Linked DNA regions of Manis javanica: region 2 is linked to region 1. Evidence: chromatin contacts called from public Hi-C data. All regions are on one chromosome and are shown on one strand. The core of a region is the stretch at or near the end of the contact, and the rest is flanking DNA. Distances in the headings are between cores, read along the strand shown. Region 1 holds the start of KCNN3 (potassium calcium-activated channel subfamily N member 3). Region 2 holds the start of CHRNB2 (cholinergic receptor nicotinic beta 2 subunit).

What was found. A called contact is a pair of places that touch in the nucleus more often than the background predicts.
Region 2: a Hi-C map of blood shows a contact between it and region 1, with 2.6 times the contacts expected there. The contact joins the promoter of CHRNB2 here to the promoter of KCNN3 in region 1. A contact is called at or near these places in 2 of 2 Hi-C or Micro-C datasets (blood and fibroblasts).

Annotation. Positions count from the first base shown.
Region 1 is chr14:10,987,373-10,991,204 of MJ_LKY, reverse strand. KCNN3 (potassium calcium-activated channel subfamily N member 3) reads right to left here and starts at 1,996. Exons shown (of 9, transcript XM_037016765.2): 1 at 656-1,996. The coding sequence starts at 1,549.
Region 2 is chr14:11,224,391-11,228,222 of MJ_LKY, reverse strand. It overlaps CHRNB2 (cholinergic receptor nicotinic beta 2 subunit), which reads left to right and starts at 2,007. Exons shown (of 6, transcript XM_017655109.3): 1 at 2,007-2,740. The coding sequence starts at 2,677.

The DNA.
Region 1 (3,832 bases), core at 747-3,246:
GGGATGTTTACGAGGCAGCAGCAGGTTTATTCTGAGTCCTCTTTCCCGAGGGAAAGGACCGATGATTTCCTCCGCCTGTATTTTTAGGCGACTCAGGGCATGGGTGCTTTTCTATTTCGCCCTAAGTCTCTCAGGAGGAGGGAAATAGAAACTTGGGAAGAGACGAGAGGACAGAGAGAGAAGGGACTGGCATGGACTCCCCTCCCCGCCCCCCACCCAGACATTTATTTCTTTTTTATCCTCGGGAAAATGGAGTGGAGCCTGGAGGGGAGGAGAGGGGGGAAGTCACAGGAACTGGCAAGCACCGAGGCAGAATGTAATTAATTGGTGCGTTAAGCTGCTGGGTTATGCTTTTGTACGAGTGAGCCAGGAGGAAAAATGATTCTCAGAAGGGATTCTATCGTCCTCCCTAACCCAGAGTCTGCAAATGAGACACAGTGTTTGGGGATGTCCCCCCCCCCCCACCCACAAGAAGGCGAGGAATGAATTCTCCCGGGATTAAGAAGGAAAACCATGGGAAGTTGGAGTGTTCAATGTAATTGAGCAAACGCCTCTCCCACCACCAGCACCTCTCTCCCCCAATCTCTCTCTCTCGCTCTCTTGCTACCTACATAAGCCTTTTGTTCAAGGTATAAAGAGAAACCACAGCCCCTACCTTTGAGTACAAACCCCAAGAGAGCTCGGTCTCTATCACCATAACAACAATTCCAAACATCCCAAAAATCAGAGCATAGTCGCTCAGGCGCTTTCTCTTTTCAAACAGGGCCCTCCTGTGTCCCAGCTTATAGCCAATGTTTTGGTTTTTCCGCTTGTTGGCTTTGGGGAAGGTGGTGCTGCTGGCAGTGGTGCCGGCGTGCTGGTGGTTGTGGGTGGCGTTGGGGTGACGGAGCAGGGTCTGGTGGGCATGGTTGTCCTCCCGGGAGGAGATGACGATCTCCGGGGGGTTGCCGGGGCTGAAGAGCTGGAGGGGTTGGCCCTCAGGCTCAGCCTCGATCAGGTTCCTCCGGGAGGCGCTCAGGCGGCTGAGGGGCTTCATGACTCCACCGCTGTACTTGCAGGAGCTCATGGCGATCTCCGTGAAGGGGTTGCTATCCCGCCGGTGCACCAAGGGGCTGGCCTGCCGGTGCCGGCCGCCTCCACCAGGCCCACTTGTGGCTGTGGAGCTTGGAGAGTGGCCAAGCAAGTGGTCATTGAGATTGAGCTGGCTGCCTTGCCTGGAGGAAGGGTGGAGGATGGCTGTGGAGTTGGCCGAAGGGGGGCCCCTGAAAGCAGTGGGAGAGGAGTGGAGCAGGCCGGGGTGGACGGGCTGACTCTGGAGTTGGGTGAGCTGAGACAGGGGATGCGGCGGCGGCGGCGGCGGCTGCTGAGGCTGAGGCTGCGGAGGCTGAGGCTGCGACAGGGGTCCCGGGGGCTGCTGGGGCACCGCTGGTGGCGCTGACGGCGGCGGTGGCGGCTGCTGCTGCTCGTCTCCGGAGGATGGACAGGGGCACTTGGGGTCTTCATCCAGGTCTCCCACCCCGGAGTCATGGAAGTGCCCAGAAGTGTCCATCTTGGGACCTGGCTGGATTCCTTGCAGCACAATCCCCCACCCCAAAGCCACCCTCGCTCCAAAGACGTCCTCAAAGAAAGCCAGGCATCCAAGCTCCCCAACCGGAGTGTCTTGGCTCCCGTCCTCTCGCTGGCTTGCTTCGGTTCTCTGGGGCTGCCTGGAGTCCAGACGCTGCCACTCAAGAATGCATTGCACTGGGCAGGGAGGGAGGGCAGGAGAGAGCTTGAGCAAGAAGAAGGAGGAAAAAGAACTCTGTCTCAGGAGGTGGTCCTCTAGGAGCGTGCGAGGCCAGGTCCAGCTCCACTCCTCGCTGGCTCAATTGCTTTGCTCGCCTCCTCCTGCCACTGTTATATTGTAAGCCAAGCCCACTTATTAGCAGCTGGTCTCATTGGCTTGGCTTAACTCTCCAACCACCTCCTAACTCCGCCCCCATTTAGGCTCCGCCCAGGAGGAGGAGCCAACTGCCCTCAGCTCTGGGCCCAGCGGCGGCGCGGCGAGGGCTGGGAACTGTAGTTTCCGCTTGCGTGCGCGGAGCTGAGCTGCTGCCCTCTTTCCTCTGACAGGTATGGCAGAAACCCGCGAGCCCACGGCCATGAAAGATGTACACGGACGGGGGCGGTGGGGAGGAGGAGCAGAGGGCCTCCTAAGGAGGGTAGCTGTGCACCCCGACGCTGGGGCAGGAAGCAGGAAGGCAACTTATTAATGGCCAGGGTCTACACATATTATCCAGTTACGTCCTCCAGACACCCAAGGAGGTGGGCATTATCTTCCCATTTTACCAACTGGTCCGTGATGTTGAGTAACAACTTCAAGGTCACAGAAGCAGAGAGGACCCATAGCCTTCTTACCCCCGGCTGAAAAGCTCACCTACTGAACGCCTGCAATCTGCGCAGGTGCCTCCTCTAGGTTATTTCTAACCCTCTCATCAACCCTATGGAAATGATGTCATCATTCTCCTTTTACAGATGAAAACCGTAAAAAAAAAAAAAAAAAAGAAAGGAAAAGAAAACGCCCAAGCACAGATAAGTAACTTGCCAGATGTCACCCAGCTTGTAATTAAGGATGCTAGGATCTGAACCCAGGTCAATCTGACCCCACAGCTCCTATACTATCTCCCAGGATGCCTTTCCATTATGATGCTCAACACCAAGTAGTTGCTCCATCAGTGTTGCTCAAATGGTGGGTGGGAGAAAGCCAGGAAGAAGCCATGGAGGAAATGGCCTCCCCAAAGCAAGATGTGTAAGTGGACCATGACTCCACCTGAGCATAAAGTCACAAGAGTATCTAGCCGGAAGACTGAAGACCCCCATGGTTGCTCCCCAAGGGGGCTCTGAGAGTCAGAGCTAGGAACAGCTGTTGGCTTCCCAGGTTCAGAACCATCATCAAGTATTTATTAAGTTCCCACTGTGTACAAAGGGAGTTCCAAAGAGATGGGACCAGAGCTGAATGGAAATGCATTTATAACTGTGGCAGACTTAGGGATTAGTGAGGAAGGGACCATTATGGGATTCCCCAGGCACACCTGGGTTTTTAAGAGGGCGGCATCTTTCTGCCTGGCTCCTGCTTTCCATCACCCCTTGGCCTCTGGCCAGCTGCTTCCCTGCATAGGAAGAGGGAAGAGTAGGAGAGCCATGCACACACACAGATACACAGATACAGGTGCATACATGCACATAGGTGTGCACACACATGCTCACACAGTGAGCTTCTAAAAGCAGCTCTCCTGAATGGTGAGTGGCAAGTGGCTAGGTCAGAGAGGAGCAGAACTCCTATCAAGTGAGCCCAAAGCACCCTCTTTATATCAGTTCTCACCTTCCCAATCCCCTGTTGGCCCTCATGATTAAGAGGCGAGTATTACTTGTAATCTTAGCCACAACCCAAGAAACCGAATAATTACAATTGCTTACACACAATAATCTTGATTATTGTTAGTATTATTAATGAGATGGTCGTTCCTCCTCCCCTAACCTGCCACTGCCAGTCACAGCCCTGGGGCTCAGACACAGCCTGGGGTCTCACCGGCCTTCCTTGTATTGGACACACCCTTCAGCACCCCTCCACCTCCTCCCTCCAGCACCCCCTACCTTCCCTCCCTTCCCCTTCCCTCCCCTTGGTTTCCCTCCCTCTATTCCCCAAAGAGCCACCTGTTTGGTTCAAGGCTCCAGATAACATATTTAAGCTTAATGATTTCCTAATAAATTATCATTTATGTTGTTAGTAGCAGAAATGTGCTGTTAGTATTGGTTCTCAGTGCCAGATACAGCATCTGGGCTGTGAAAGATC
Region 2 (3,832 bases), core at 758-3,257, 240 kb before region 1:
GTCCCTCCCTTTCAGGAGTTTGAAATGCCTTTAAGACACCCTTATCTTACTGGCTCTCTCATCTTTTGAATCTCAGTTTTCATCTCCATCCCCTCCAGGCCCTTAGGCACTAAACTCTTTCTCCTCTGCTCTTCCACAGAACCTTGTTCATCTCTTTACTAGAGCAGCCACCACATTGTGTAATAAGTATTGGTCCCCAAACTGTGATTTCCTTAATGGCTGGGAATTGGTCTTTTTGATCACTGCATCCTCAACACCTACACAATTCCCGTAACACTGTAGACACCCAACAAGTGTTGATCTGACTTGCAAGAGAAAAATGTTCCTTACCATAAAGGCAATAGGAGCATCCTGCCAACACTTTGCCTGGTCACTATTTTGTGAGTCTTCATACCTTTGACCCTTTCCCCAAGTGGAATGATTGCACACATTCCTTCCCTTTTCCTTAAGGCTTGTGTTTTCCACTCCTTCCCTTGGTCTAAGATTTCCTTAATTCTTAAGAGATCATCGCATGTTTATGCACACACATACCATGAAAATTATAGTGCAGATTTATGCCCACTTCCCTGTGCATTATGGGGCCAGTAACCATCTCATTTCTCTCCAGTCTGTTTCTAGTATTTGTCCTATTTGTACCCCTCAATTCCAGGAACTGAGGATGTTACATAAGTTGCTTTTAGCTGAGCTTTTAGAGAGGAATTTTCTCCTACACATGAAAAGATGTCAGTCCTGTACTAGACCTTTTTCCTTATATGTTGAGTCCTAGGATATGCCAGGTGCTGTGCTGGTTCATGATCTAACAAGAGAGGCAGCCACCAACTTAGACTAAATTGCTTGTTCATTGGACATCCTCTGGAAACAAATAGCAGAGCACCTGACATAGACCTCGGCCAGGCATAGCTTCCTTGAGGAACTGACATTTCTGCCAGATGTTCAAAGTTAACTAGAAGGTGGTTGAGAGAAAACACGTGATTAGAGAGCCAAACAAACTACCTGTTTAAATGGTCTTAAAGTGTGGAGGATGGGAAGGACAGAATGTCCAAGGATCTTAAAAGATATTGCGAGTAGCTGGAGTGTGGAGCCGAGGGTAATGGCTCTGAAATTGGAGAAGTAAGCAGAGATGGAATAAGACAAAGCCTTGATGTTTAAGGCTGCTTTAGTTGGAAATTTTTTGGTTGAAAGGATAAGAATCCAATAAAAAAGGGAAGCCTTTATCAGCTCAGAAGCTAAAAGTTCAGGGCTTTCAAGATCAAAGATGTCATTGAGTTTTGACACCTCTCTTCCTCTGTCTCATCTTTGCTCTTCTTTGTATTAGCTTCACTCTTGGGCTGGCCTCTGTGAAATGGTCCTCTGATCCCCCTTGTCACACAGCAGTCAAAGACTGGAATGGAAGGGAATGGGAGTGAGAAAGGCTAATTGATAAGGGCCATTTATCCTTCCACTTTTGAAAGTTGCCTTCTTTTTAGGTGATGTCCAGATGCCACCACCTTAGAACTCCTGGAGGACGGCAAGAAGCTTGGCTTTTTTTTTATTAAGGTATCACTGATATACACTCTTATGAAGGTTTCACATGAAAAACAATGTGGTTACAAAACAATGTGGTTACTACATTCACCCATATTATCGAGTCCCCGCCCATACCCCATCCCATTGCAGTCACTGTCCATCAGTGTAGTAAGATGCCACAGAGTCACTATTTGCCTTCTCTGTGCTACACTGTCTTCCCCATGATCCCCTGCACACCATGTGCACCAATCATAATACCCCTCAATCCCTTTCTCCCTCCCTCCGCACTCGCCCTCCCTGACCCCTCCCCTTTGGTAACCGCTAGTCCCTTCTTGGAGTCTGTGAGTCTGCTGCTGTTTGTGTCCTTCAGTTGTGAAGAAGCCTGGCTTTTAAGGGAGTTTATGGAGGTGGAAAAGGTGACAAGCGAGGGGATCCTGTTCCCAGACTCCAAAGTTCTTTGCTTTCTTTAAACAGCAAACCCACAGCCTGTCTCTTTCTCTAAGGGCCTAAAATGCATTTGCCCAGTTGCATTCTCAGCCTTTCCCGGAAGCAGATCATCTGGGTTTGGTAAGAGAGAAAAAGGAGGATGGGGACTCCAGAAACTCCTCCCGGCTCAGCCTCCTCATTCTGGCACTCCGTCCCCCTGTACTAAGCGAGCCCTGACCTATTTATCTTACTCTGTTTCTTCCTTCTCAGAAACCCCCACGTCCTGCCCCAGCTTCGGGGCTTCAGAACCCTTCTACCGTCGCGTTAGTCGCCCTTCTTCCACATCACGAACACCCTGCCTAAGCAGGACAGGCAGAATATCCCAGCCAGGGAACCCCTTTTCTCTGGCATCCGGTGCTTCCGCCTCCGGGGCAGAGACTCCGCCCCCTCACCGTCCCAGCTGAATGCCCTGGAAGAACAGCCGGAAAAGCCTCCGCCTGCTCAGATCGGGATAAGCGAGAAGCTGGTTCTTTCACGCAGCTCACTGCGCTGCAGGAACCGCCGCGGCGGCCGGCACAGCAGCACCTGGGCCCCGCTCAGGCCCGGCTCCACCTGGGTCCCGCTCCGGCCCGGCACGGGCGGCGTGTCGGAGGCTTCAGCACCACGGACAGCGCCCCGCCGGCGGCCCTCGGCCAGCCGCGCGCTCCAGCCGCTCTAGGCGAGTTGGCGAGCTATGCCCACGGCATGGCCCTGCGCCCCGGCCCCATGGCGCTGCTTCTCAGTTTCTGCCTTCTCGGGCTGTGCTCAGGTAGGGACAGGTCGTTGCTCTCTGTCTCACCTTGGTCAGTCTGGAAGGTGGAGGGAGGGATCCCTGGGAGTGGGGGAGTCTGTTGAGTTAGGGGAGAGACCCTGCGATACTGAACTGGGAGGAGGACATACTGAAGGAGTAAATGATGTAAGGAAGAGACGGAACCGGGGCAATGGTGGTGGGGAGAGGGTGGGCCCGGAGAGGATGGAGGGAGGGGGTCTCCCCAGGCTTTCTGGGGGCGGGGCAGGAGGGCAGACTATGATTGTGTCTGAGATGCCATTTGACTTCTTGCCAGAAGCATTATCTCCAGAAACCTACCTGGCTCAGCAACCTCCCTTGGCTCCCCATTATTTCCTGTCCTCCACTTTGGGCTCCTGATACTGGTCACTCCACAGGGGCAAAAAGAAGAGCAGTGACTTCTCAACTCTGTAGGGTGGGACAGGAGACTCGGGAGAGAAGGAGCTCTGCCAGGCTGAGGGCAGGGAGGAGCTCTCGAGGGTGGGGTGCATTTGTGCAGAGTTGCAGGAGGTAGTGTGGAGGGGCAGGTACAAAGGGAACATAAACCTAATAAGCTTTCCACACCTGCATGCCGTCTCATGGGGCTCCCATCTGTGTGGAAGTTGGTATCTTATGGTATCTTATGCCATAACCTACAGCTCAGGCAGTTCAACTATTCTACTCCAACCCAGTGCCTTTGAGGGTGGGAGATGGGGTCACAGCCTCAGTCACGTATGGGGGCACATAGCGTTACTTGTGTACATAGATGGGCACTGACTGAGGAGGAAGGGTGTGTGGTGGGACATAAATAACTATTCTCCTCCAGTCTTTTTTTTCCACCTTCCCAAGTTTCCCCTGATTCAAGGTATATTTTAGGAGAGGCCAGGGAAACAGAAATCTCATCTTTTGAAACCACCCTTTTCTTGCAGGAAGAGCCAGTCTCCACTAATCTTTGCAGAACCAGTTCTTATTCTGGAGGCATCTGTGTGGGGCTGTCTGGGCCCCTTGGTCAGTGGTCTCACAGGGGCTTCCCCCTATGGGTAACCTAAGTACTTTGCTGTATGCTAGGCATGGAGCAGTGGGAAGCTATAGCCT